Regions from separate parts of the Mus musculus genome. Here regions 1, 2, 3, 4, 5 and 7 are each linked to region 6. Evidence: chromatin contacts called from public HiCAR-type and HiChIP or PLAC-seq data. All regions are on one chromosome and are shown on one strand. The core of a region is the stretch at or near the end of the contact, and the rest is flanking DNA. Distances in the headings are between cores, read along the strand shown.

Region 1 (4,001 bases), core at 1,113-3,612, 810 kb before region 6:
GGCCTGCAGCTGGCCAGGGCCAGGGCCACCTCACCAGCACTCATGACCCCAGGGACAGGGGGTGAGGGGTGGAGCACAACACTCCTGAGCCCAAGCCACCTCAGGACAGATGAGTAGCCAGAGTGGTTTTCCCATGCTCACACCCTCAGGGTGGCTCACCCTCACCCCTTCCACCAGGGTCAGCTCTACTGTGCTGCCCAGGCGAGGCAGCACCATACTTTCAAATACAAAATTCCTTTGACTCAATTCAGTAAAACTGCTGCACACATTTCACTAAAATAATCATTTAGAAATAACTTTAAGAACTCTATAATCAAGAAGACATTTCTAATTGACAACCGTTAGCCCACTGGAGTCTCACTGGGTATACAAACCACCCTTAAGGGCGACCCCATAGCCATCAGTAAATGCCAACACAAAACAAACTCAAGGGTATTTTTGGAGATTTTCTTTTTGTTTCAAATTGCTCTGTTTGTGCTTTTTGGGTTTTGGGTTTGTTTGTTTGTTTGTTTGTTTGTTTGTTTTTTAACTGACTGGTCTTTTGTTTAAATGTCATGATTTCTGATTTTGCGTTTTTATGGGTTTGTGTGTGTGTGTGTGTGTTTCTTCTGCTTTTTGTTTTTTCTTTTTACTTTTCGTTGTGGTTTGTTTTATTTGCTTGTTTGTTTTCCAAAGAGAGGGTGAAAGAAGGTGTGGAGTTTGGATTGGGGTGGGGGTGGGGCTTGGGTGGGGAGGATCTGGGAAGGAATGAGGAAGAGGAAGCCACCATTGGACTCTAGTATATGAAAGAGTGTTTTCAACATGTAAGGAAGAAAGAAAGAGAGAGGAGGAGGAGGGAGGGAGAAAGGAGAGAGAGAGAGAGAGAGAGAGAGAGAGAGCACTGCCTCCCCTGGTTAAGCCCGTTGCAATGATGAGGGACAGGCAATGGAGAGATCAGGGTGAATTTAAGCTGTTTCGGTGTTGGTCCTAACAAGTAAATATATTGTAGGGAGGATAACTTTTATTTTCGAAGACAAGTGAATCAGGCCAAAAGATCAAATGAATTGAGCCAAATCTTTCCACTGATGTTAATTTGCCTTCTGCTGCTCATTCTGCAATGTGAGAACACCTCAAATAACTACTATGCTTTCTCTCAGAAACAGAGGACTGTGTGGATGAAGAATTCTCAAAAGGACTGGGATTCCCAAACCCATTTTCCTATTCACAATATTCCTTCACTGTAGCTCCTCAGATATTAGATGCCTCTAATGTCAGCCTGAAATTATAACAATGAAAGGTGCCCTGGCTCCAACGGTCTCCCATGAGCAGGAGTCCTCCTGTGTTCCTTATCGCAGAAGCCGTTCCCACAGCCTGCGACTGTGCCTGCTTTCCCAGAACGGTTTCAGTAAGACAGAGCCTGTTTGTTTCAAACATCTTACTGTGGTTTTGCTCTAAATCTATCAAGTTCATGAAACAGTAAAGCATTTCAACCCAATCAGACATCTAAATCAAAAGTTAATGTCCGATTGAATCAGACTTTGCTCCAAGATGAACTGGTATTTTGAAAAATATCCATAGAGCACTGAGGATCATATATACCTAGACCTTCAAAGAAAAATACCACACATATTTTAAGTACTAGATAGATAGTACAAGCTCAAGGATGTTGTGTTTATATTGGAAGATATAAAAGCACGAGGCATAAGCTCTCTTCCACTGGATTCTTGTTTTTTAATAAATTAATTCATTCATTGTTTAATAAAAACACATAGCTACAATAGGTCTTCTGATTAGGAGCTAATGACTTCAAATCTCTACAAAGAGTACAATAGCTCTTCTATCAACCTTAGAAGACTATGGTTTGAATTCCACCAGACACTTTGGCAGCTCTTCCATTCATCAAAGGCAACAAAAAGATTTATATTTTGAATTTAGGGCTTGTCTTAATGTCAGGAACATCAAGGACCACAGCCTGGATACCACTCAAAGACCGACTCACAGTCTCTCACCTATGCCATCGGCATGCTAGGGCCTGAAAGCAAAGTCCGCCAGCTGGCTGCTCTCTCCACTTGCCACCACCTGAGCTGGGCTGCGGAGAGAAAGAGGAAGCTGCAGTTTCCAGGAGGTCACAATCTGAGCTGCTCTCTTACTCTGCGACTCAGCTAAGCCTGTAGCCACGCCCCACACAGGGGAGCAACTCGCGGCATTCACCAGCAGTTTGGTGGCATGGAAGATGACTGTGCACCCAACGTTTCCATTTTTCATGTCTTTCCCCTGTAGGCAGTAGTTTCTCATAATTGATGTGGCAATCAGAAACAGCGGGGCCTTCTCAGTAACCTATGTCTGTCTCCTTTTGACTCATGCACCACATCGCAGTCAGATCCATCACATGACACAGCTACTTTTGTTCCCACTTAGTCATTTACAGCAGCTACAAAAGAATCTCAGATACAGTCTGCTCGCTGTGGCTTCTGTTTATCGCACACTTTGCCGTGATCCTGACGTTGCTAACAGTTCTGAATGATTCAGGAGCTGACATGCCTCCTGGAGGTCCTTTGAGTTTCTTCAGCAAGAAATGCTATTTTGCCTGCCAGTTAAATGAGTGATATGGAATATTTGTAACAGTCAGCTGCTTCAATTTTTTAAAAAATAATTTGGGGGTGATCTATAATAACCTGATTCTATGTGGTAAGGGTTCTATTTCATTCTTTTAACATATAATAGAACACCAGTAGCTGGAAGGCTACAGTTTCCCTCCTTCAATGTGAAAATTGATGTGATTTTTTAAAATTAGAATACAATTACATCATTTCCCCTTCCCTTTCTTCTCTCCTATTCTTCCTATGTATTCTGCCTTGCTCATTCTCAAATTGACTACCTCTTTCTCTTTAATTGTAGTTGTGGGATGTGTGTATGTGTGTGTATCTCAAAATATAAATGCGATCTAAACAGTCCACAGAATATTACTTGTACATATATGATTTCAGGACTGACCACTTAGTAATTAGATAACCAATTGGAGAGTCTTCCCTGGGGAAGACGATTTCTCCTGACCTCAGAATTCCTTAGTCACCTGTAGGTTTTTGTCTAGAGCTGGGGCCCCATGAGCCCTCCCCTTTCCTTCTTAACATGTGTATTGATATCATACTTGTTTAAGTCTTGTTTAGACAGCTGCGTTGATGAGACTTCAAGAGTGCAGCCTCTGTGACATTTCTGGGAGATGCAGTCTCGCAGCAACCTTCCTGATTTCCTAGCTCCTACAGTCTTTCTGTTTCCTTGTCTGCTATGATCCCTGAAACTTAGATACCGGAGTTGTGTTGTAGATCTATTGGTTGGAGATGGGCTCCATACAATCACTTATTGTCTGCATTTGTATCAGTTGTAGTTTCCTCTAATGGTCTCCATCTGTTCTTTCTTTAAGGTGAAACATATTACTTATCTCTGTGTATAAGGATAAATATTTAAAATGTAGATGTGGATAATGCTGGTTGAGTCAAGTGACAGTTGTAGGTTCTTCTCCAAGGTTCATTATTTTACTAGCCTGAGGTAGTTGACTAGGTTTCCAGGACCAGGCGTGGTTTTCCTCTTGTTGATCAGATCTTACATTCAGGTAAATAGCTGAAGGTTACTACCAAGACATGAGCACCACTATTATACCCTTTGGAATACTGTGCCACTCTGGTTCTTGTGGTTCATAGTTGTCGTTGATGGGCAGGGTCCCTTCGAGGGTTGCTTCCCTCCCTTAGAGGTTTCTGTGGTGGTTCTGGTACCATGAAAGATAGACCAGAGGGGAAGGAGATTTTCAGGGTAGATCAAGTTTGGATCCTCAGAATCCTGTGTCCAAAGTGTTTAGTGTCTTCAGAAATAGGAGTTTGTTTTCATCCTCTGGGAGGTAATGAAGAGCAACTGACATAGCTCATGTTTATGATATGAAATTTCTAAAGAAAACAATTAGCCCTATCTATAAGAATCAGAGGGATATGCTAGCTGACAGTTTAAGGGGAGAAGGGGATGGTTGGCTC
Region 2 (4,045 bases), core at 1,400-3,899, 900 kb before region 6:
AAAGTAAGTTGCAAGAGCTCTATAAAAGGAGTGCATAATGGAAGCCCCACTTGTCCCCTTTGGGTGTGGCTGGATAGGGAGCCAGCTTCTTTTCTGTTTTCAGATAAAACCCCAAGAGAGAACACTTTTCTGAGGATGGATTCCAAGGCTTGACAGAGTGATCATGACACTCTAGCATTCTAGGATTCGAATTCATCCCCTCTTGGGCTTTTGTGTGATCACAGGAAGGACAAAGGCATGTGAGAACTTAGTATTCCTTCAGTGGTTCACTTTACATGACTAAAACTTCAGTTTGTCATAGCTTTTTTTAAGAATTAGCACATTTATACTTTATAATTGACTTACATAATTTTTATTTGTTTTTATTTTTGTAATTTACCTATGTAATTTTTTATTTATTTTCATTAGCCTAAATAATCTGCCTTGGTAGATTTTTGTCCATTCCTTTACCCGATGAAAATCAAAATGATCAAAATACACAAACACACATTTGGAATCTTTTCTGGAAATGTTAGTGTTGGTCATTGAGACCTAAATTAAAACACAGAATCCAACTTATATTTTACTTAAGAAAATCCATTTTGGTATTCCGCCTGCCCCATGCTTGGCTGACTCTCCATATTAGTACCACTCTTCAACAAACCCTAGACATACAAAACAAGATGAAAGGTATTGAATTCCAATAATGTGGTTTTAAATCTACCCTCTTTGCCCTTTTCCAGAGGCTCCTTTGGGAAATAAAAATGGATAAGAATAACATATCTGACTGCCAAGCACAGCAGCCATCCATTATTAATACTCCAATGACCCGCCAAAATGGAGGATGAGGTCTATTCAAATAATCCTGTAACAGCGATTCAACCTCCTCAAAGGATCTTATTCTTTGCTTTTGAAATCTGTTACAAGCTAAGTGACAAAGTCAGTTGCAATGTACTTTTTATATATCTAGGTTAATTTTATCTAAAATGTCATTTGAAAACCCATTGCTTATTTAGATTGACTATAAACCTAGTGAAGAGCTTTCTTCTCCCTAATTATACACAGAGAATTCTGTTCCTTTCAAACCATGGGTGGGGTTTCAGAATACATACAAAAGAAGTGGCAGGATCGATAAATGAGGTCTGAGCTAGCTCGGACAACATCTGAACCTAGATTCATTCAATATTTCATTCATGATTAATACACTCTGCCCCCTTGTGCCCTAAACCATGTGCTCAGCCCACTCTTAATTCACTGTAGACAGAAACCATTTTGTGATGGTCTGGTGAAAATTCAGATGTGTGCAAGTGTACTGACAGGAAACAGACATAATAAAATTAAGGACACAAAATGAAAAGGGCAACTTAGCAGGGGATGCTGGGAACATGGGTAAGAAAAGCCCTGTCGAGAGGGTCACAAGGCAAAACAACTTCCATTATTTATCTGTAAGTTAGACTTTAGCTACTTCTGAAGCAAAGTGGGATATGCCAGCTGACTTCCAGATAGAGAGCACAACTAATGTTTTTTAAGGCGGAGGGAACATGGGGGCAAAGAACAGAAAGGTGACAGTCCTGGCACTAGAAGCACGCCCTTGGAATTGTGAAAGTTGAAAGAAAGGTTTGGTAGAGGAATTAGACACCAGGGACATCAGTAGACATAAGGATATAGCGCTTAAATAATTTCTGCATACCAAGGAAAACATAGAAGATGGTCCAGAAAAGATCACATCTTCAGAACTGCCTTATGTCTTTGTGCAAATAATCCAGACTACCTAGAAGGCAGAGGCAAAGGCTGAGAGAAACCTTAAGTGTGGGGAGATCTAGGCTGAAAAGGATCAGCTAACCAGAGAGAGCAGTGATGACAAGAAGAAACCTACAGAAAACCTAGGTGTTGCTGGTGAAAGAGGACCCCATGTGTCTGTGTTTCTTGCCTGTCTGTCTGCTTACAGTGCATCCGGGAGGAGGGCTTCCATGAAGATCACACAAAGGTCACAGGCCATCTCCCTCCCAGGCTGGGAGAGAACAGCTCAGAGTGATGTGGCCCAGAGGGACCTTTTCCCTTCTTCCTCCCATAGGTCACTAATGTCAGAGCCATCAATGACCCTAGGAGCTCTCAGTACTAAAATGCCTCCTGGGATTCGTCCACTGATAATTGATTTTATTGGCCACTTGATCAGCAGTTTCCTTGAACTGAGGCTGACCAGTGCTTTCCTGAAACTGGCATTGTGACATTTCATGATATGAGAAAAGGTAAAGTTTTTTTGATAGTATCCATTCTTCATAGCTTAAAAAGATTGGTCCAGATAGAGTTTGAGATTTATTAAACAGGCTATATAAATGTTAGAACAAAAGCTGAGGCAATCCCATGAGCCAAAAAGATAAAGAAAATACACTCGTTTATTCACAGGGAAAGGGATTGTATGTGGGCCATTTTCTGTTGTTCCGGTTTGGCTTTTGTATCAGTATGCATTTATTTTTATATTATGATTTATAAGAAGCATGGAGTATTTAAAAAAAAAATAGAAAATGATGGATTTTGCTTGCTTGTTTGTTCTTCAGCATATATACAAAGATCCAGCATTGAAAGACCAGGAGAGGATCATGAATACATTACAGGAAAGGCTGACCCAGTTCAGGAGGTCGGAAGCACAGAGACAGAGAACAACACAGAGGCTTTGTTAAGCCCCTCCCCTTTAGTCTGTGGGAACAGATAACTAGAGTCAAATCCTTGGCCAGGAACTCATCCCAAAACTTACTTTAAAATGTAACCAGAATACATTCTGTTTTCCAACGCAGGAGGTCAGCTGCGTGCAGAGGCGGCAGCGGGGTTAATGGAATGACAGAGATTTCCGGGGAGAGGCAACTTCAACAGGAACATAAAAAGGGTCAAGTAACATACAGCAGATGTAAACTGACACCAGGCTAGAATGGCCGGCCTCCTTGAACCGCTAGCTATAAACAGCCAAAGATACAAAGTCCCAGCAACAGGATGCTACTTGCTTCTGTGCCAAGCAGAATCCAGTTCTGGCCACTTTAGAAACTGGTGTCCTGGGCCACCTCCTCCCTTGCATAAGATCTGGACTGGGCATAGGAAAGGACTGCCATTTTTAACTGTGTGTCTCTCATTCCATTTGTATAGTTAATGATGATTCAGAAAACAAATTTATATCACATAAATGGCCCAGGGCACATGGAATTCTAAATTTAATTGTTTTTCAACAAAAATAACATCAAGATCATTGTTTAAAAAAAAAAGTTTGAAAAGGTCAGACAAAATTTAATCAGGGGGCAGAGAAGAGTCAGTGGTTAGGAGCAGTGGCACAAGGTTCAGTCCCCAGCTCTGACAGGGAAGCTAGCAGGCGTCAGTGACTCTAGTCCCAAGGCATCCAGATTCCATATCTGACATATACCAGGCACCTGTGTGTTGTACAGACATAAAGGTAAAATGCTAATATAGGTAAAATAAAATTTTAAAAAATGAATCAGGGATCTTGTCTATCTACCACCAAACAAAACTGCCTGGTATAGAAAAGCCCCCGGTAGTCACTGAATAAGGAGTAGCTGGGTAAGTCTCTAATCATTTGCCTCTTCGTACAGATGTATTCCACATTCTGTATACACTATACTGTATTCCAGAATTGTGCTGCTTTTATTTGATAGCATATCATGGATATTCCTTCGTGTCAATTAACATCATTCATAATTCCTAGGGCAGAGTAACATATACTATTTATTAGCCAATTCCTTGTTGCTGGATAATTGACCTTTCATTCTCTTCTTGAGAATTTGTAAGACTTTGTTACTACTATTGTGCATGTATGGGGAGGGGGTGGCACACACAACAACATATGTGCAGGGTCAGAGGACAGCCTTGTGGAGTCAGTTCTCTCCTACCTCACGTGGGTTCCAGGAGCTGAACTCAGGTCATCAGGCTTGCAAATTAAACCTCTTTACTCACTGAGCCATCTTTCTGGTTCTCTTTATTATCTTTTCATATCTATCTCTGTCTGTCTCTGCCTGTCTTTCTCTATCTTTCTGTCTCTGTATGTCACTCTCTCTCTCTCTGA
Region 3 (4,292 bases), core at 962-3,461, 650 kb before region 6:
ATCTATTTTTAGCACTACCTACTATCATTGTTCAAATGAATCTGCAAGTCAAGTCCCACCACTCCTCTTCACTCAAGGTCCCTCACATCCAACCAATGTTAAAGACTTCCTTCTTGGATATATCTGTGTGTCTTGACTCTCATTGCCAATATCCCAGTTCAAATCAAAATTATAATTCCCCAAATTGCCCTGCCATTTTTGTTCCAACTGGTTTCTCTGTCCCTATTTATATTCTTCTAACCCAAGACTTACATTTCATCTGGCGATCTTCCTATAGTATATTTATGTATGTTATACTGCTCACTAAAGTCCCTTCTAGAGTTCCACACTAAGACAAATCTCAAGTGCTTTAGTTGAAGGTCACCTGCCATTTACCTCTGTCCAAACCCATATGTTGGCAGAATTTCTTCACATTCCAGGTTGTATCAACACTCAATCTCTCAGAATCTTAAACAGGCTGTTTCATCATCTGCTTCTTGGCTCCTCCTATCATCACAAAATTGTACAGGAGAAAGGGGCTGAACATCAAAATCAGGGCTTTCTACCAACATCATTCTCACCATCAGAAAATTCTATGCAGCTGATTAATGAGTGTTTGCTGATAGCAAAACACTACATTAGTAGCTACAAAGACACATCCCTCAAGCCCACTGTGTCTCAACATGTTCATGACATTTGAGTTCCATTGTTTAAGTCCTGAGCTGTGTATGGTAGGACACACAGGATCTCAGTAATTGAGAGGCTGAGTCAAGGAAACTGCAAGTTTAAGGCCAGCCTGGGCTACTAAGTGAAAATGTGTCTGAGGGGGGAAATGTTCAAGTTTCTGGAACTATCTGTCTCTGACACACTTGGCTTGCTCCTCTCTCTAGGTTACCTCTTTGCTAATCCAGATCCCTCGTGTCTCTTCCCAACCTCTGTTCTTTAAGTAAGCCTTGTGCCACAGCCCCCGTGACTGCTTATGCCCAGTTTAGAACGCTTAGTTTTTTTTGGTTTTGGAGTCTTATTTTGCCCCTGTTGGCTTTCTCAGCTGTGCACAGGAGCAGAAACCAGAAACCTTGCATTTAATAGGTATGTATGGCGTTGTATTGATCAGGGCTGGTTAATACTTTTTTAAACAAATAGTTTTAAATTTTATTTTGATTACATTTATTTACTTTATGTTGGGAGGGGAGAATACATAGATGTCATGGCGTGAGTGTGGAGGCCACAGACAACTTGCAAGAATAGGTTCTCTTCTTGCACTCTGTGGGCCCTACGGAGCTTTGCCCACTGATCCTTCTAGGTAGTCAAGGCTTGTTTTACTTTTAAAATCTTGAAACTCAATAAAGAGAACAAACAGTTAGAAGAACTATACAGAATTTTGCTAATCGGCATTTCTAGATTGTTCCTGCTCATAAACAAAGCAAAGTAAAGAAGACAATAAGCAAAGACCATCAGTCTGGAATCGAAAGACTATATCATACATCTACAGTGTTCAGAAATATGGCTTAACTACTGGAGTCATGAATAATTTCAGTGCTAGGAATTGAATCTGCGCATGAGTGGGCACGTTAGCTCTGAGTTATAGTGCCAGGCCTGGATATAGGTCTTGGTGGTTGTCTCCCCTCTTGTTAGGTAGATAACAAGACCCTTAGTATTATTAGAACTGGAAAATGTCCTTCTGATGCAAATTTACAAAGTCTCCCCTTCCTTCCAACGAAGAGCAGGGTACATACTGGCTGGAAGCAAGTTTTGTAAGAGTTGCGTACCCATGCACAGACAGTCCTCTACCCACCAAAATCATGACTTTCACCACATAAATGCAAGTATTATATCAAACTTCTTACTACCCAGTTCTAAATAAAAGGAAGCCCACTTTCAGTAAGGAGAAAGCAGATATAATACATCTTTTTCATATTTCTTTATCTTTTCATAATAGCCAATTTGTATACCATTATCTCGCTGACACCCCCCCACACACACACACACACACAGGGAAGCAGAAATTTTTATTATTATCAATTGGAATGGAAATGCCAGCAAGCAACATTTATGGAGACATTGTAAGGAAGCATTATAATCCCTGGCTCAGCCAGTGACTTTTAACAGAGAATAGCAATGTGAAAGTGTCAGGGAGAGAGACAGCATGCCACAGCAGGGTTGGCTATTACCTTATCAGGAAGAGGACACGGCAAATAGGACACAGTGACCATCGTTTCTTTGTTTTATTCCCTCTGGATTCCTTTAAGCATGACTCATTCAAGCTTAGCTCAAGATGAGACACATAGTAGCCTTGGGGAGCTAGTTAGAGGGCCAACTGAGGATCCTGGATACTCCTTATCCACCCTAGTTTAACCAAGCATTGTTGAATATAGGTATCTTATCCCCCACTGCAAAGAGGATTTGTATGTGTATCTTAGATTGCAACTGCAGGAAACAAGAAAAGAAGACCTTGGATGTGACACCAATGCCATATTTTGCCTGCATTCTCTAGAGGACTGAAGATTTCTGCATTTAGGGTGTCCTGGTTTGCTTGTTTGGTTGGTTGGCTATATGTTGTTGCTGTTGTCCCCCTTCCCCCTTCCCCCTTCTCCCTTCCCCCTTCCCCCTTCCCCCTTCCCCTTTCCTCCTTCCCCCTTCCCCCTTCCCCTTTCCTCCTTCACCCTTCCCCCTTCCTTCCCCCTTCTTCTTCCCCCTTCTTCCCCCTTCTTCCCCTTTCTTCCCCCTTCCCCTTCCCCCTCCCCCTCTTTCTTCTTTATCAACTTGACACATATTAGAGTTATCTGGACAGAAGAACCTTAACTGAGGAAAAAAATGTCTCCATCATATTGGAAGCCTGTAGGCAAGTCTGTAGGGAATTTTCTTGATTTTGGCTGGCATGGTGCCACCCCTGGAGAGGTGATCCTGGCTTATATAAGGAAGCAAATTAAAAGCACCAGAAGAAGGCAGCAAGCATTAGTCTTTCAAGGCCTGAGTCCCGGTTCCTGCTTTAAGTTTCTGCCCTGACTTCTCTTAGTGATGGAGTGTTTACCTGGAAGTGGAAGCCAAACAAACCCTCCCCACACCGAGTCGCCTTCAGTTGTGATTCTATCACAGAACTGGAAACATAACTGAGAAATGGTACCTATCAACATCTCTCCATATGACTGCAGATGGGGTGATCTTAATATCGTCTACATCCTCACGTGGCCTTACTTCTCAAAAGAAATTTAAGTAGCAATATGTAAGTGGTTTCATGCATTCTATATAAGAAACCTTCAGTGTGCCTTTCTGCACAGAGGATGGATCTAATAATGGAATTACCGATTTGCAGGAGTTTGGACCTATTTATCAATCATTTTCTCCTTGGAAAGCATACTGGAGTGGAAAGGGGTGTGAAATCTGACAGACACAGGAAACTTCCTCCTCCCAGGAGACTTTTAGAGAGGACATCAACAGTCAGTAAGGCTAATAAATAACGCAAGGGTGGGGGGTCAGAATCTAAGTATCTGGCATTGCAGAAAGGGCACCAAATTTGGGACTTGCCACACTAACAATACGCCTAAAGTATGTTTTATTCTTCTAGGGTAAAACATTATACTTGCCAAGGATTAAACACAGAAATATTTAACTTGGGGAAGATTGTATTCTTTTTGCTATTCCCTAGATAGAAATACTAAGGTCTATTTTCAAATTCGGTTGGTTTTGAGATCAATGATGGCTTAGTTAGCAAGAAAATAAGCTATCCAATAGACAGACGGCTAAGAGAAGCCCACCGAGGTGAAACCGTGATCCCTCTTGCCATCAGGTGCCAAGGCCCTGCAAGCAAAGCTGGGGAGAGCACAGACCTGCTTATCCCAAAGAATATTATCAGAGCCACGTCCCTGAGACCTTTCAGGACCTTAGCTCCCGGAGAAGCTGTGACTGTGGTCCCAGCACAGAGGTCTGTGAGCAACTCAGAGCTTCACAGATCACTACACTAAACAGCAGGAGGCCTTGCTGGGAGAAGTGAGGCCTGAGAAAAAGCCACGTGGATTGTTGGGAATCCTCAGACACACCTCAGCCTGATTACAAATCTTGACTCCAGTCCTAGACCTGAAAGATGCCAGATAGAGGGGGAGAGGGGGGAAATTAAATTCTGAGAAAAGCCTCAGTTTCTGCCATTCTGGAGATAAAGAATAAGACACATAACAGATGGGATGGGGCAGGGCAGAGGATTTAATAAGAGTCACTATTGGATTAGGTATTCATTTGATTGAAACCAGCCTATGCGGGGCAGAAACAGATGGAAGCCATGCTGTGCTGACTTCTCATGCTTCGGGGGACACAGCACT
Region 4 (3,938 bases), core at 1,132-3,631, 860 kb before region 6:
AAAAGAATTACAAGACGCTGCCTCTGTTCCTCACTGAGCTGGGAATATGGCCGTCACCAGTCCTTCAAAATGCCCTGCCCAAACGCCACCTTCAAAATAAGAACTAACAAGAAAAATGTTCCCTAAACACGATACACAAGTGTAGCCAATATGAAGGCTGGAAGAACAGTGACAAGAAGGCAGGTTCCAGGGACAGCTGGAAAGTCAGTTGCATTGACAACCTTGGCTCCGTGGGAGAAAAATCCCTCAGTTCTTCCATTTGTTACGTGAGTTTGAACTAGGAAGGTGGAATTAGGAGGAGATGCGGCCCAGGCACCTGCCACATGGTAAACGTCAAGCAAAGTTCTACTGTGACTGTCACAAACTCATATGCAAAGTAAAACATGCAAGACCCTGATGTCCATTCCTTTGTAATACACTCATCGGTTGTAGCTTCATGTCTCCATCGCCAGACAGAAAAGTTCAAAATATATACTTCCTCAAACAATATATGTACTAATTATATATATATTTAATTATATATATATATATATATATATATATATATATTTAAAATTGAATGTGGCTGGACTTTTCCAAATAAATAAAGTTTCCACCTACTTTTCCAAAATTGGCATATTTCTCATTCTTCATAGCAAAGAGCATAGAAATTTAAAACGGATTCAGAATCAGAACCATTTTAAACCATGGGGAAGGAGACAGTCAAAAAAGGGTTCTTAAACTAAATGCAAGATCCAATGAGGTTGAAGTAATCTACAAACCCTGGTGGCTCTGGGGGCTGCACTGAGCTCAGCAAGATGCCGCCCGTGCCTTTTGTTTGTGTAGCAGAAGGTAGCATGGATTTAGTTTGATGCCAAAACAGTCTACCATTCTGGTTGTCTTAAAGCCTTGAAACCAGAGGTTCTCAGGCCTTGGATCCCCTTTCACAAGAGTCACATATCCGCACATCAGATAATTACGTTACAATTCATAACCTTAGCAAAATTCTAGTTATGAGGTAGCAATAAAATAATTTTATGGTCGGGGGTCGCCCACAACACGAGGAACTGTGTTAAAGGGTTGTAGCATTGGGAAGGGTGAGAACCTCTCCTGAGACCTTCTCTTCTCAGAGAATCCTAATGGTAGAGTTCAAAATCCTACAGTGTTTCCATATCAGAGGACTTGTTTGTCTGCACTGCTTGTCTATGCTACGCATAGCAACCAATATGAAGTTGCTGCTGACCTATAGAAACAGTGAATCCATGGGCTTCAGCCTCCACTGTTGTAAGTCGGCTGGATATGGGAACCAGAGGGCTGAGGATACAAGGAAGTGGATATATAAAAAGAGATTTATTTTATGTTAATAATTTTTTTTACTTCACCTCATTGAAGTTGGGTCACAAAATCAAATGCCAAACCTCTTCGCATGGAAGGAATTAAACATTCCTAGCACTGCTGAAAAAGCAAGGCGCGCTCCGCTGTCTGCGTTAGATCCATGACCCAACTGTAACAGAGTGTGCCAAATAAGTCTAACCACGAACCGAGACAGGGAAAGCAGGGCGCTCTGCCCACTGTGCCAGCACAAGAACCACGTGCGTAGCAGGTGAACAAGCTCCCCTGAGAACAAGACCAGGCCGCTACCTGTCATGCAAAACCCTGGATTTTCCAGTCCTCCTTGCTGTAATTCGCACTCCCTTCAAATGCATCTTGTCCAGGCTGGTTTGCTAAAACAGCTGGATGAATCTACAGGAATGCAGAGAGCGAGGGAACTGCCACGCCTGGCTTCCCCAGCCCTCTCTTCCTTTCTCCCTTCATCCTTTGGAATTTTGATTAGATTATGACAATTTGGCTCGTTCCAGGAGCAAACACTGCATCTTCTGGCTTTTCTAGTTTGAAAAACAGATGGTCCCTTCACTGGGCCCAGGGGAAAAGGAAAACAACTTGTTATCAAGAATTTCCTTTGGCTTCTGCTTTGCAGTTTCTAGTTTCCCAACATGCAATTCCTTGACGAGCTGGTGCGCTTGTGGGCTAGAGCCAGTGTGAGCATCCAGGAAGCAGATCTGTAGCAACTTTTGTCTCCCCTTGCCCATTCTCCCAGCCCAATCCTCATCCCTGGCCCAGTGCCTTCAGAAGTCAGAGCAATAGAACCCTAACCTGTTATTTATGTTACTCGAAATCACTGTTTCGAAACTCAATGTAAATTAAGCTACGGGTCAACCTCAGAGAAAATTAATACAGAGTAAACTATTTTCTATACTGCAGTTCCAAAACCCCAAAGGGGTTTTTATTTGAGCAAAAATATACATGCTTAAAGGAGCTCCTTGGCCCAACTTGAATCGCTCTGAGTGAGACAGAGTCCAGTTTGAACTGGATTTTCCTTTGTAATCTCTGTGGCATTCCAAACATTTCTACACATCAGGATTACATCATATTCCCCCCTCCCTCCTCCCCCTTCAATACAAACAGCCATTATACCCCATTTTCATGACCTTCGGGTTCCCAGTATCAAATTACCCAGCTGGTAATTTCTATCTCCCTTGGTTGCTAAGAGATGGCGATGGTCCAGACCAAACTAATATTCCTGAACGCTGAACCTCAAGTTGCCATAGGAGTGAATGAAACTCAGCCGGAGCACAAAAGGGCTCACCATTTGGCAGCCAGGCTGTGTGTCTTTCACAGCTGCAGGAGACAGTTGGTCCAGAGAACCTTTCTGCCATCTCCCTGCCAAGTCACTGCCACGTTCTCAAGCGGTTGACACAATGGCTTTCAGCAGAAGAGCTGCCATTTACATTACAGAGATCAGTCTGCTGTCCCACCGTCTCTTCTGAATTAAGTTTCATGGTTCCATAGCTAAAGCCCCCCCCACTCCGATACAACAAGCCCTTTTAATGACAACAGTCACAGAGAAGGCACTTGTAGGAAATGCTAGTGTATCTCTCCTCCTTGTGGCCTGGCCTGCTTGTCTGCTCAGGCTCTTACTCCCCAAGCTGCTACTCTGGGGCTCTCAGATGAGCCCTTCCTGGGTATTGTCCCACCATGGCCACATCTCCCCTGGGAGCTTTCCACACTGGGAAAGCTTTTCCTGGCTGCTCTCTGGAGAGGATCCAAAGCTGGAGGGAGACACCTCAGGGCTCCTGATTAAAAGCCCTCGCCTCTACGGTAGATGCTCGAGGATAATTTGGCTAATCGGTCAGCTTGATCTGGTTTCAGATTCCTCTGACATTTTCTCATCCTCAACAAACCTTCAGAATGCAGAATTCAGAACCCCAGGTCCAGGATGGACTGCCTAGGGACCTGTGACAAACGTCAAACGTCACATTTCTTGTAAGAACAAAGGTTTCTAAGCTTTATGCTTTGAAGGCTCATTTTTCAAGTTAGAGCTCATAATTTGTTAGCCCAGGTCATACCCCAGGATTCCTAACACTCTGCAATATCTGTGTTTCCAAACAGAGTCCTGCAACAGCATGCCCAGCTTTAACTTTAGCCAATCCAGTCAGGTAGCAATGTCAGCAGGATCCCGTAAAATGGAGAAGAAAGACACAGATAATGAAATAAACTAGGAAGACACTTCATACCTTGGACAGAGGTGCCTGTGTCAATTAACACTAATTATTCAATCAAGACATTTGCCCTAGTGGGAGGCACAGACTCCATTCACCCCAATTAAGCCAGTGGATGCTGAAAGGATTTACAGGAAAAGCAAAGGAAGGTAGAATATATTCAGCAGTCGAGAGGCACGGGGATGTGAATCCGTCCTAGCTCGTGGCCGTGACCTTGGAATTCCCTGTTGACGTGTAAGACAACCCAAGAAAGGTTGTGCATGATAATCTGCAGTTTAGGACATCTGAGTTCTGCTGCAGCATGCGTTACCGTATACCCTCACCAGCAGACTGCAGGGCCAGTCACGGGTCAAATAACTTCTGCTTTCTTTAAGCCCTTCGATAATTAGAACCACAGAG
Region 5 (4,164 bases), core at 1,135-3,634, 700 kb before region 6:
AGCCTAGATAGTCCATCTCACTCAAAGAAAATACTTTAAAAACTGCTGCCAGTCTTAAGATACTTCCCAGAAAAATCTGCTAATGAGACTAATTTAAGCATGGTATCAAAAGCTGCAGTTATTCTTCAGGCCACACACATGTAATGATTGTCTTATTTCTGGGATTTATGCCCAGGAATTCCATTCCTCTTATGAGCAACTAAATACATTAAAATATTTTAAGTTTTTTAGCAGTGTTATGGCTTGAATGTATATGCTCCCCCGAGACTCATAGGTTGGAACCTAAGACTCAGTGTGCTAGCATCACTGATAGGAGGGGTTGCAAGGGGTAGGAAAGCAGAGGTGAGCCAAGCACTCGGTGGCCGCTATCACTTTCTGTAACACTTTGCATGAATTCTTCCAACCGTGAAGTTCATGAGTTCTGTGTTTGTGAGCTCTTATTTTCTGTTTCTGTTAGTCAGCTTCTCCTAGAGGATCAGAACGTTGCATCTGGGAGGCCCCTTAGAAACGATTTAATAACAACATACTCTACCTCCAACCATTAGGCTGAAATTGAAGAAAGTTACTTTAATTTGTGATTAGTCTTGCTAAGTGAGAGATCATTTTTTGTCCTTGAGATTAATAGCACACGACCATGAACAGTCTCTGAGGGCTTTCCTATAAATATTTCACAGTGTTGCTACTTAGGGGTTAGGAGAACTCACCTTAGAGAGTTATTGACGCCATGAGCTAGTTTTCTCCCTAAATGGAGATCTAACCGCGTAGAATATTAATATTTCTCCTGTATTTTCTATCACTGCAATGAGCTAAGAGTGCAGAAAGTACCTCTGAACTTTATCTTAAAGTGGATTATTTTAATATGATATTAAGAAGGAACTGTTTTAAGAATTCCCAGGTCTCAGTGACTGCGCACATTAAATGTATTTCTTACCCAGATCAAAGGTCAGTGAATATCACCCAAAAGACTTCTCACAAAATTATTCAGTCCCCAGGTGTCTCCATCTGTGTCTGTGACCTCATCGGAGACTCTGAATCTTCTGTTCAGACACAGAGGACAGTAAGCTTGTCCAGAGACTATTTCTACAGGCCTGGCCTAGGGGCAGGAGTCAGCTCCGCTCACATGCCACTCACCAGTGCAGTCACCAGGCGGCACCGAGGAAGATGTGTGCAATGGGGGACTTCAGAGGCTATAAAAAGTGAGGCCCACTGTGTGCCTGTGAAGGCAAGCACACAGGTACTCGTGTACCAGGCAGCTCTGCTGTGTGCAGAAAGGTCCTTGACTTGAAAAAGGCAAGTCTTATGGCAAAATTTATCACCATGGAATACAGAATCTTCCCTGTTTGAATAAGCTACACACACACACACACACACACACACACACATACACACACACACACTTCTATAATAACAAAAAACAAAACTGACTTTGTAATAATATAGAAAATATTGAAGTTGAGCAACACAAAAAGGTATGCAAAATGTTATTAAATAATAAAAGTAAAAATGTACTAGACGGGAAAGAAAGTTGGATGATTCAGCTTCAATACAGAGAAAAGCGTCTTCCAGTGCCCACCTTGGTTTTCCCACTCCCATCTTTCAATGTCAGTATAATCACTGAGTAAAAAGTAGGGGAAGAGAATCAGGGCCATTGATGGCCACTCGTATAGTCGGCAGAAAACAGCCATGTTCCAACTCTGATGTAACATGAGCTGAGGGAGCCTAGTTCTGGTGTTGGGAGCCAAGAGGGACCTCTCCAGAAGGATTTCTTGTCTTCTGTGGGTGGTTCGATCTCCCACCACTGACTCTGCTGTCATAGAGCTGCCACCACACCAGAACTCAACCCAGCGTTCCTCCTGTGATTAACCGCCCTGAATTGTTCTGCTCTGCCACCTTTACATGAATAATGTCTTTGTCCTGTCTCCGATTTGGGGAATCTCCTGGAGCAACTTCTGTGGGATGTAGGGGTGAGGGGTAGGTGATGGGAGCTTCAGGTTTACAGGAAGAGCAGCAAACAATTCTCTTTCATAATCCAAACACCCAGGAGTACAGAATGGATGCCAGAAAGAACATGTTTCTCACCCAAATAAAGCCATTGGCTATGGTGATAGCTAAGATCTCAGGTCTGGGATTGTCCCTAATAAGGACCCAGGGTGTGAGTGCCTCCCTCCTGATACAGCCCACCCTGGAGCAGAAAGCCGTTTCCTATTGATTGCTCAAAGAACAATGGCTGGGGGACGGGGACGGGAGGGGGCAGGGAGGGTGCAAGGAGGGGGCGGGCCAGCTTGGAAGCAATCAACTGGCAGGGCGGTCAGGCTCAGAGCCTGCTGTTCTCCAAGGGCTGATCAGAAGGACACATGAGAAGGCAGCAGCTGCGACTGAAAAGGCCTTTCTAACTGCTGCTTAGCTAATGCACTGGAAAGATCCAGAGGGAGTGGGAAGGATGAGTCCCCAGAGGCATGTGTGTGACGGCCTCTCCAGCCACACATTTCCCATATTTAATTAGGCTTGATGGTTTGGTTAGGATACCATTCTTTAGATAAAATATAACCAGTGTGACTTCAGCAGCCCTCCCCAGAGCTCAGAGTCAACGTTCCCCCTTGCTCATGCTGTCTGATAAATCTTGATGGAGTCAAGACATTTTATGGAAACAAGTATTTAAGTATTTTTATTGTAAAAGGGATATATTATAGTTATTGAAAATCAAAACACTTAAAATACAACAGATAAAGAAAATGGGTCCCATACACACACACACATACACACACACACATACATACACACATACATCTCTCTTGACAGTTGTTTTAACTCACTTTTAGACATTCAAAAATATTTACATGGACTATTTGTACATATATGTAGATATTTAAGATAAAATTATTATATACTCTTTTGCTACTTGTTTTGTTCTAGTTATTGTTGTTACTTGATGTACTGGCTAATTTTGTGTCAACTTGACACAGCTGAAGTTATCACAGAGAAAGGAGCTTCAGTTGAGGAAATGCCTCCATGAGATCCAACTGTAAGGCATCTTCTCAATTAGTGATCAAGGGAGAAAGGCATTTAAAATACAACAAATAAAGAAAATGTGTCCCATACACACACACACACACACACACATACACACACACACACACACACACACACACATACACACACACATACACACACACATACACACACACATCTCTCTTGACAGTTGTTTTAACTCTCTTTTAGACATTCAAAAATATTTACATGGACTATTTGTACATATATGTAGATATTTAAGATAAAATTATTATATACTCTTTTGCTACTTGTTTTGTTCTAGTTATTGTTGTTACTTGATAAATATACTTTACTCTAACAGCTAAAGAGAACAGTTTGTTCTAAGTGTGTGCTTATTTAACCAATCTTGTATTTACTAATATCATTATATATTTCTCAAACTATTTTAGCAAAATACAGCTCCTGGTAGAAGGATTAACTAGATCAAGGGATTATATATTAGTAGATATTTATGTTCTATTTTAATGGGCATTTCTAAATTATACTTTATGTGTTTATTAATTATAAATATGCTCCCAAAATAAATCAAGGTCAAGTTACTTGAATTATCTGATATGACCATTAAATAGAGCCATCAGAAAAATTCTTGCCTATACAAGTTTCAAAATTCAGACATGTGGTTAAGGAAACTGGAATCTAAGCAAGAGTCAACTGACATAAAGAGAGATCAGAGACAGCAAAACGCTGAATAAATTTAGCCTGTCCTTGATAGATTTGGGTTAGTAAGCTTTACATTACTGTAACAAAATACCTGAGGCAAATCAAATTTTTTAAAAATTCTTTTTTTTTTTCCGAGTTTTGCAGGTCCTCAGTCTCTGGTTACTTGGCCCGCTTGCTTTGAGGCCTGCACAAGGCAATGCAGCAAGTGAAAATGCACAGCAGAGAAACACTGCTCAGATCATGGCACCCGGGAATCAAAGAGAAAAAGAAAGTGGCTGGCACCTAACAACCATCACAGTTGTGTCCCCAGTGACCTATCTTCTCCCATTAGACTTACCTATACATATTCATGTGATGTGTATCCATACACGTATGCACATGGAGAAATTTGTTACAAGGATTGACCTTGGAGTCACCCTAGGATGCATATACATATTTCTCTGACAACCCCCT
Region 6 (3,783 bases), core at 25-2,524:
GGACCAAGCTGTACAGGATGCAACACAAAGAAAAGAAAAGGACACTCATTGCTCTTGCAGAGGACCCCAGTTCAGTTCCTAGCACCCACATCAGGGACCTCACAACTGCCTATAACTCTGATGCCCTCTTCTGGCCTCCATGGGCACTGCATGCATGTGGCACACATATGTGTAGGCCCACACACAAAAAGTTGTAAAAAGTAAATAGATAAATAATGGAAGAACACTATAATCAACTTAATGAAGTGGAACAATTCTATATCCAGTAATATAAATTATGAATTTCTAAACAAGGTTATTCACAGGTACCCTGAAACAAAATAGCTTCAGAAAATACATATTAATTACAAAGATGGAAAAAGGAGCTTTTTGAAGAGCAAACACCGACACATATGAACATGGAATCACTTGTGAGAGTCCTCAAAGATATCTAGTTTAAATCTAATCATGAATAAATATCAGACAGAATCAGAATGAAAGCCTTTCTATAAAAACAGTGAGCCAATAGTCTTCAAAGTTGTCAAGGTTGTAAATGTCAAAGACTAAGGAAGTATTCCAGATTGAAGATATGCATTGCAACTAGAAAGAACACTTATTTCGGAACTGAAGGCCTTTCCTTACAAGGAACATGATTGAGACAACCAAGAAACCGAGTGTATTGCATAAAGAATATCGCTATTGCAGTTATTATGACTATGTGTAAACTGCTTAGGAACACTGTGACATAATATTAGCAACTTAAATCTCAAAACCGTTCGGGGAATAATGTTTTTGAACTACGATTGCAACCTTCTTGTAAGCTTGTTTCAAAACAAGGGAAAAAAGTTACACTCAAAATCCTGATTATAGTGGAAAAACACATCTGACTCAGAGCCACGGACTCCGCGTGGAATCTTCACATAGTCCTTTTACAGTTAGGTTCCTGTTAAAAGTTCTTTAGAGTCCCTTCCTCGGGTAAGATTCCATCATATCCTCCTTCAGCTCCGGCCCTGCCTGAATATTTCCAGGCTCCTGAAGTGTCTGCCTTTTAAGCCGCAAGTGTAGATTCTGACTGGCGACAAAAATAGACAAAAATAGTTGTGGCCGGAATCTCCGGACTGGAGGACAGCACGCTGTCCTAGAAGTGACTTCTGCCTCAGGAGCTCCCATCGCTCTCTCGGCGGTGGAGTAGTCACGCCTGCCACAGTGTGCGCTCCCTGGCTCGGCGGGCGGCTGGCCAGCCTGGGCGCGGGAGGGGCCGGGCCCTCCCAATGGCCGCTCCCGCCGCGCTGTCAGCCCCGCCCGCCCTCCCAGCTCCGCATTCGCCCGCGGGGAGCCGGGTGCCGCTGTGCTGTCGCGGAGCCGGGAACGTGGCACAGCCGGGACGGGTGTGAGCTCAGGGCGTCTCTGCAGGCAAGCCGGGAGATCCGGAGAGGAAGCTGGGGGCGGCGTGCTTAGGGACTGGGCGGGAGCGGCTGGAGCCGGGTGGCGCGGGTCCCGGGTGGGCGCGGTGCGGAGGCTGAGGACCCGGCCCGGTGGGACGGAGCCGAGGGGGACGGGGTCCCGGCTGCAGGCACAGACGGGACACGGGGGCTGACTGCGGCGTGGCGGGTTTCCTCCTCAGCCCAACAGGTAGGCGGGGTCGGCAGCTGCGGGGCTGGGACGCGGGAGGGGAAAGTCGGGGACCCGGTCGCCTGCCCCGCGGCTGGGGACCCGCCCTGCACCTCCAGGTCGGCCCCCAGCAGCAGAGAGTGGACGTTGCCAGAAGTTTCCAGGTCTTCTTAAGAAGGAAAGCCTTCGCCAGGGGCGTTTGCGGAGTCGGTGGAAACGTTTGTTTTTTATTTTCCTTTATTTGCTTATTTCACGCCAGCAAGAAAGAGATCATCTCAAATGATTGCAAATCGTTTGCAAATCGTTAGAAACTTCGTAAAGCACCTAATGGAACTTAGTAACCGTAACGTGTACCTCTGACAAGTTAAGGGAATTTGAACTCTCAGGTCAGACAAATTAGATGGTTTGTAGTCTTTTGGGTTGTGCGTGGTTTATAAGAATGCTAGTCACCCTAAAGGAACTAAAGAGCTTAGAGATAAGGAGAAGTTTAAGGAAGTAAAAAAAAAAAAAAGCCCTATAACAGTTCAGGACTTTGAAAAACAATGCTGGGAGATTAACTTAAGTTAACCCTAATGCAAGGTTGCCTGGTTTTATTTCGCAAACATCTTAGAGACAATGTCTGAGGATGAGGTTTGATTATTTATTTGAGACGGTCTCAAACCTGCCTCTGCCTTCAGAGTGTTGGAATTTAAGGGGTGCACTAATACACAGAGGCAAAGAATGAGATTTTAGATAAGCATCCAAAAACGAATAAAGCCAGGCTTAACGTTGCACATCTGTAGTTCTAGTATTTAGGATGTTGAGGCAGAAAAGGGGAGCGTTCCCAGCCAACCTAGGCTTAGGTAGAGAGAGCCACATCAGCTAACTCACTTTCAAAAAAAAAAAAAAAAAAAACGAACACCAGAGAGCAAGGAGGCAGTTTTACTAAGATAGGGGCGGGAGAATATTGGAGAGCGGATTGGTTGTGCTGTGGAATGCACTTACTTTACATAGATAGCTGTAGGTCAAGAATAAACTCCTGACTTAACCTTTGGTACTCTTTATGGATCCTTGATTAGGTTACCTTTACTTGTTCTTTAATTATATTAGCGTTTGATGTTAGTAGCAGGAAAATACAGAGTTCCCAAATAACGGGGGAGGGGGTGGGGAGGTAGTAATATGCACATGTATTCGAAGGTGCTTGCACCCAGGACTGTCTGCCCTGCTCTCACTTTCTGCTTTTTTGGAGCAGGGTCTTCTCCCTAAACCTAGAGAAAGCCCTAGCAGTCTTTCTGCCCGCCACAGCGGTGCAGTTAGAAGTGCCTGCCCCGTCCACGTTTTTTTGTGGGTTTGATCTCGGGCCTTCATTCTTGCTCAGCCAGCCTTCTTACTTGCTGAACCATCTTCCCAGAATCCCACAGAACCTTTAAAATTTCTTAATTACTATCTAAAATTAACACCATCAATTTAAACTAATGAATGTACTCTCTGAGGGGAAAATTAAGGTTCCTTGTCTTTGCCCTGTGCGTTTCTGTTTTCCACCCTCCATTCTTTGCAGCTTAATTTTTAAGAGGGCAGTTGCTAACACCTTCATTAGCCTTTCTTATGGATAAAGTAAGGGGTTAACTTCTGAGTAGTCTAAATTCAACTATTCTAAATACCTGATAACCTATTTAATGACATTTAGAATCCCTTCTGAGTATTCTCTGGAGTTCTAGATCCAGTGTAGTGCTATGAGAGGCGTGGCTTTTCTGCCAGTTTATGGTTTTATCATTTCAGCAGCTTTGGTCTCTTGAGAGTGAAGAAAGGGGGGAGGTATGTTTCTGGTTGCTTTTTTTGTTTTGTTTTTAATTTAAGCATCAATCTCCATCCCTCCCTCCTCCATACTGAAAATCAAGTTGAGGGCGTTGAGCCTCTTCCCTCTCTTTTGAATATAACATTCACTATGTCTATCATAAGTTAGTTCTGCTCCAGAATTTTCCTTTAAACATGCTAATGACAGGGTTGGATTACTAGATCAGGTAAAATATTATTGAGGGGTCAGTGTAGACTTGAAATGGAAGGTGTCTCTATAGCAAGAAGCAAATGGGATTACTTCTTGGCCTTTTAAAGATCAAGTGTAGAACAGAATGAGATATTAGATATCTCATTAATATTAATTTAGTTAATATTAATATTAGATATTAGAACCCTGAATAAATACTCTGCATATTG
Region 7 (4,063 bases), core at 1,527-4,026, 730 kb before region 6:
TGGTTTGGAATCAGCCCAGTAACGTATAAAACATGTGACTTTAACCAGGTGACTAAACTAGGAATTGGTTCTGTAAAATATGAGTACCAGTGCCCAATCTCCTGAAGTGAGATTGGTACTTTCTATCTCCTGACTCCTCTTGAGAGCTAAACAAGCTGACGCACAAAGCCTGGCTCAGTAAAACTGATAAATAATGAACTGAATAAATAGTAGCTATTAGTTGTTATTGTAATTATCTGTATTAGTCCCACTATAGCCTAGCTATCTAGAAAGATTTAAATCATTATACCTTTGTAAGTCAGTAACAAAACCATAACCAAAAGTATAGGTTAACAGTTTGTGAGACTTACACAGTCTAAACTTGGCCACATGGGCAACACAGTTTTGATAATATTCCAGTCATTATGTACAGCAAAATACTTGAAATTCTAGAAAATTTTCACTGAGGCACCAATAAATCCAGCCACAGAACAAACTCTCTCCCTCCCCCATACACACACACACACACACACACACACACACACACACACACACCACACACCCTTGGGGATATATTAAAACTACCGCAACTGAAATAGCCTTAGCTAGTAATTAAGGCACAGCTAATCAGAGTGCAGAGTGCAGCACAGGCTGTGGTCCTCCAAGAAACAGAACCCTGGGTGACAGCTCTTGCTATCAGGGCTTTGTTCTCCTGGAGCAAAAAAAGCACAAAAGCATAAAGTTGAGGAACTGTGGCTGCATGTTGTGGGGGTTGGGAGGATGACAGGTTTGCCTGCGCTGGGCGGATGTTCCGCTAGCGTGGCAGTCCACACCCGCCAGTGCCCTTCTCCACCCTCAAAGCATGACTTCACTTTTCTAACACTGCCCTTAAGGAATCTGGCCTCCGTGACTTCCAGTAACCATACGTTTCACCCAGGAGGAAGCAGCGGAGAGCACTGTTAGACAAAAGGGGGGAGAATTAAACCAGGAGAAAACCCACTAAACCGCTGCCTTCTGTTTCACTCCTAGCAATTTGTGTCACTGAACAAGTCTTTTCATGTCGCTTCTCGGGAGCAGTACTTCAAGGGGTTCTAACTACTTTCCCTTCCCCCATTAAGGCCTTTCTCCTCCCTTTTACCTGAGAGCTTCTGACTTGGCTGCGTTCACACCCAACGGTCCCAGCAGAGCTCTCTGTTCATACTATGCGTCACACACACAAAAAGCAGGCAGTGAGCATCCATACTACTAATTGCTCGTGGGAAGGCCAGGCCGAATTGACCTCTTCCATCCCATATAGCTGCACGCGAGCAATATAAGCTTAAAAGACTGGGAGTAGCATGTGTGTGGTGTGGGGTAAACAAACTAATTAAACCCCGAGCTGTACCACTCCGCCTAGTGCCTGTGCCTAATGGGACCGCTGTGCCCAACTCCATAGGAGAGAAAAATCAACGCAAGCTGGCTGGAGATGTTGCTTTTCCGGCTTCCTCTGAAATATCTGTTTTAGGCTCCATCTAAACTGTTTAGGCTCCAGCAATCTTAACTAATTACAAGCAACTCAGGGGGTGCTATTCTTTCCAGTAAGACTGTATAAATAAAAACTATCAGCTCGACTGCACTGAAACACAGGACCACTCCCTGACTGTAAGCCGGCAGATTGAACAACTGAACGGGCATGTGCTTTCTCTCCCCCAGTAGCAATCAGTTGCACCAAGGAAATTCATTTCATTTCCCAAAACAAAAGGCAATGATACCCTGTTCCATACTGACCTGTTAGACTGGTTTTTAGCAAATAAAATAGTAACGATTCTTAAAAGCAAGCCCTGGATTAAACGTAAACATCGTATGTTTATCTGGAGCTTTGGAATTGAGTTGAGGTTCCGGGTCCAGAGATTTGCATTCCTAACAAGCATCAAGGCCCCTGACATTTATCCATCACACTGGGTTGGGGCTAGAGTTAAGCATGAGCCCGCGGGCGGGCGGGCGGCAGCGCCACTGGCCTTTCCAGAGTCTCTCTCCCGGGTTATCCTTGACTGTAACTGCCGCAGAGGGGAGACTTGCTCCTCTCTCAGTTACAAACCAGCCTGGAAGCAACTCCAGCTTCAGCCTCTTAACTATGGAGGACATGAATTGAAGAGATTCCACACAAATCAAAAGGCATAGATAATTTCATCTGGTTTCAGTCTTAATGTTTTTAACAAATTATTTCTTGAACATGCAAGAGAATCCCCTTTCACATACACATAAGGTTATGTCAAATGCTTATTCAGCACTCATTCCTTGCCATGAAGAATCTGAAACCCAATGGAGGTAAATACTGAATTCCGTTCTGCAAGTCACTAAATATTTCATAAATCACAGAAGCAAATGGGACCAATTAGCCCTGCCTCATAAAAAAAGAAACATATCTTTACAATGTTAAAATACAATGAACTACACATTTCAGAGCTTATTTAGGCTTTTGCAATAGAAAATTTTCTGTGCTTTTTTTTTTTAATTCATGAGAATACTAAAAATAACAGGCGGAGACGGAGCAAGAAATCTTTGCATTTTGATTTTTATGCGACTCTCACAGGCCTTTGTCTTAACACAGCAGCCTGAAAACAGAATTAGGCAAAACAACCCTTCTTTCTCCAGTCCATTTTAAGCAGACAACATCCCCCCATCCCTGCCTTAGTAGACGCCACAGACTAACCAACAAAACAGCGTCGCAATTAAGGCCCAAACGTTTAACACTCACCATCTCCTGCTCCCAACGTCGCCTTTTGATGTTTACAGCACATCTGTAGGATGCAATACTAGGAGATGCCTTGTTTGACCTGCTGCATGATGCTGTGACATCAGTTCAGATGATGCAGCTCATTATGGGAAAGGCTGCTGTTGCTATGGCAACTGGGATGTGCTAGGAATCCTTGCTGCATTTCCAGTGGAGCCTGAGACAATACAAAAGCCCTGTAAGAAGCAGACAATATGCAAAATGCAGTCCAAAGAAACAGGGCTCCTCATTGGACTAAAATCTGTAAGTTTAAAAGGGGATTTCTTAGAATAATTTTAGAAAACAAAATAAAAATTACCTCTTCGTTTGCTGCTCTACATTGAGAGAATAAAGGTGCAAGTGGAATGTCGATTCAGTACTCAGAAAATACAAACTCGTATTCATGGTTCCCTATCAGGCAATTTGATCGCTCTTCTCCCTGGCTAGTAACGATACCTCTTTAAAAGTTATTAAAAAGAGGTTTAGTTCATCTGACAAAGAGAAAAAGAACAAAGCATGGATTTTGAAACAATTTAAAATGTAATAAACAGCTGACCAAGTGAGTCTAATTCTAAAGTGCACAGACTAATAATCGTCAGAACATGGGCAAAGCCTCCGCCAGCTAGGTCTGCCCTGAGGGTGTTCTCGGGTAGACACCACCCCACAGAGCCTGCTGCTGGAGAACTCGCTACCACTTAACCTTCAGGAGCAGTGAAAAGAGGTTGGATCCTAGAGACCCTTCCCCTATCTGACAGAGAACTCTTCCTACACATGGCCAAAAGGCAAGTATCTTCTGGGGTTAAAATCTGGAACAAGTGGAAGACCTGTAGAAGTTTCTTGTGACTGCCACTCACAACCCTTGGGGTTTGTTTTGTTCTTTTTGAGGCTGTAAGACTGCCTACCAAGGAGGCTATTACTCTCTCCCCTCCCCCACTGGACCTCTGACAGGCACATTAAAACAAGACTCCAGGAGGATTTCTCCAGTTAGTGAAAGGAAAGGAAATCCAAAGAAATCAGTCCTTTCTTTCCAGTGTGAAGCATAAACAAGCATCATGTTGTGACCCTGAGGAGAGCTAACCGTGGACCAGCTACCCATCTCACTCATCTAAGGCTTGCAGGCCACTGACAGAGAAAGGCACAGCCAAGCTGACCTACATCCATTCTGTCTCTACAGCTCTGAGAAAGCACAAAATTCCGAAACCTAATACAGAATGAGACAATTATATTGTCCAATCATCTCTTAATTGTCCCATACTTCTCTTAATCAGCAGCACAGGGGGTGGTGGGGTTGGAGGGGAGGCTCTGAAGGAACTCAGGCAGCCTCCTGTAAAG

The links. HiCAR-type assays count read pairs that join an accessible place to other places. HiChIP or PLAC-seq counts read pairs in DNA pulled down with a chosen protein or histone mark.
Region 1: an H3K4me3 HiChIP or PLAC-seq map of bone marrow-derived macrophages shows a contact between it and region 6, with 8 times the contacts expected there. The contact joins the enhancer-like site here to the promoter of Heatr5a in region 6. A contact is called at or near these places in 4 of 39 promoter capture datasets (cranial neural crest, liver, maxillary cranial neural crest and 1 more) and 2 of 115 datasets of contacts at active chromatin or transcription factors (bone marrow-derived macrophages and embryonic stem cells).
Region 2: a contact with region 6 is called in an H3K4me3 HiChIP or PLAC-seq map of craniofacial prominence, with 7 times the contacts expected there. The contact joins the enhancer-like site here to the promoter of Heatr5a in region 6. A contact is called at or near these places in 3 of 39 promoter capture datasets (cranial neural crest, frontonasal cranial neural crest and second pharyngeal arch cranial neural crest), 4 of 115 datasets of contacts at active chromatin or transcription factors (bone marrow-derived macrophages, craniofacial prominence, embryonic stem cells and 1 more) and 1 of 9 other capture datasets (embryonic stem cells).
Region 3: a contact with region 6 is called in an H3K4me3 HiChIP or PLAC-seq map of bone marrow-derived macrophages, with 6 times the contacts expected there. The contact joins the enhancer-like site here to the promoter of Heatr5a in region 6. A contact is called at or near these places in 13 of 39 promoter capture datasets (the C10 cell line, cranial neural crest, embryonic stem cells and 9 more), 1 of 15 datasets of contacts at CTCF or cohesin (the NIH/3T3 cell line), 4 of 484 Hi-C or Micro-C datasets (bone marrow-derived macrophages, embryonic stem cells, muscle stem cells and 1 more), 12 of 115 datasets of contacts at active chromatin or transcription factors (bone marrow-derived macrophages, embryonic basal ganglia, embryonic limb bud and 4 more) and 3 of 9 other capture datasets (adipose tissue, embryonic stem cells and macrophages).
Region 4: a contact with region 6 is called in an H3K27ac HiChIP or PLAC-seq map of extraembryonic endoderm stem cells, with 16 times the contacts expected there. The contact joins the enhancer-like site here to the promoter of Heatr5a in region 6. A contact is called at or near these places in 11 of 39 promoter capture datasets (the C10 cell line, cranial neural crest, embryonic stem cells and 6 more), 2 of 15 datasets of contacts at CTCF or cohesin (the NIH/3T3 cell line and large pre-B cells), 3 of 484 Hi-C or Micro-C datasets (the HL-1 cell line, bone marrow-derived macrophages and embryonic stem cells), 8 of 115 datasets of contacts at active chromatin or transcription factors (T-cell acute lymphoblastic leukemia, bone marrow-derived macrophages, embryonic stem cells and 2 more) and 1 of 9 other capture datasets (embryonic stem cells).
Region 5: an H3K4me3 HiChIP or PLAC-seq map of stem cell-derived neural progenitor cells shows a contact between it and region 6, with 6 times the contacts expected there. The contact joins the enhancer-like site here to the promoter of Heatr5a in region 6. A contact is called at or near these places in 7 of 39 promoter capture datasets (cranial neural crest, embryonic stem cells, epiblast stem cells and 4 more), 1 of 15 datasets of contacts at CTCF or cohesin (the NIH/3T3 cell line) and 1 of 115 datasets of contacts at active chromatin or transcription factors (stem cell-derived neural progenitor cells).
Region 7: a HiCAR-type map of astrocytes shows a contact between it and region 6, with 4 times the contacts expected there. The contact joins the promoter of Akap6 here to the promoter of Heatr5a in region 6. A contact is called at or near these places in 5 of 39 promoter capture datasets (the 3T3-L1 cell line, cranial neural crest, frontonasal cranial neural crest and 2 more), 2 of 115 datasets of contacts at active chromatin or transcription factors (astrocytes and bone marrow-derived macrophages) and 1 of 9 other capture datasets (embryonic stem cells).

Annotation. Positions count from the first base shown.
Region 1 is chr12:52,781,377-52,785,377 of GRCm38.p6, reverse strand. The region is part of intron 1 of Akap6 (A kinase (PRKA) anchor protein 6); the gene reads right to left. Among named protein-coding and RNA genes, the nearest start is that of Gm51971, 15 kb to the left of the region's middle. Within about 2 kb of position 2,362, at least 173 of the 459 cell types and tissues checked have an H3K27ac peak or open chromatin away from gene starts, as enhancers often do. A contact at or near this core is called in bone marrow-derived macrophages, where this site is marked.
Region 2 is chr12:52,867,050-52,871,094 of GRCm38.p6, reverse strand. The region is part of intron 2 of Akap6 (A kinase (PRKA) anchor protein 6); the gene reads right to left. Among named protein-coding and RNA genes, the nearest start is that of Gm51971, 70 kb to the right of the region's middle. Within about 2 kb of position 2,649, at least 52 of the 459 cell types and tissues checked have an H3K27ac peak or open chromatin away from gene starts, as enhancers often do. A contact at or near this core is called in craniofacial prominence, second pharyngeal arch cranial neural crest and stem cell-derived neural progenitor cells, where this site is marked.
Region 3 is chr12:52,623,555-52,627,846 of GRCm38.p6, reverse strand. It overlaps Gm35239 (a long non-coding RNA gene), which reads right to left. Exons shown (of 7, transcript XR_001780617.2): 3 at 376-486. Among named protein-coding and RNA genes, the nearest start is that of Gm23296, 21 kb to the right of the region's middle. Within about 2 kb of position 2,211, at least 15 of the 459 cell types and tissues checked have an H3K27ac peak or open chromatin away from gene starts, as enhancers often do. A contact at or near this core is called in bone marrow-derived macrophages, where this site is marked.
Region 4 is chr12:52,834,079-52,838,016 of GRCm38.p6, reverse strand. All of the region lies in intron 2 of Akap6 (A kinase (PRKA) anchor protein 6), which reads right to left. Among named protein-coding and RNA genes, the nearest start is that of Gm51971, 37 kb to the right of the region's middle. Within about 2 kb of position 2,381, at least 125 of the 459 cell types and tissues checked have an H3K27ac peak or open chromatin away from gene starts, as enhancers often do. A contact at or near this core is called in the HL-1 cell line, the NIH/3T3 cell line, extraembryonic endoderm stem cells and 2 more, where this site is marked.
Region 5 is chr12:52,669,806-52,673,969 of GRCm38.p6, reverse strand. No RefSeq gene overlaps it. Among named protein-coding and RNA genes, the nearest start is that of Akap6, 27 kb to the left of the region's middle. Within about 2 kb of position 2,384, at least 53 of the 459 cell types and tissues checked have an H3K27ac peak or open chromatin away from gene starts, as enhancers often do.
Region 6 is chr12:51,968,812-51,972,594 of GRCm38.p6, reverse strand. Heatr5a (HEAT repeat containing 5A) reads left to right here and starts at 1,274. Exons shown (of 36, transcript NM_177171.4): 1 at 1,274-1,392.
Region 7 is chr12:52,698,096-52,702,158 of GRCm38.p6, reverse strand. It overlaps Akap6 (A kinase (PRKA) anchor protein 6), which reads right to left and starts at 2,776. Exons shown (of 14, transcript NM_198111.2): 1 at 2,717-2,776.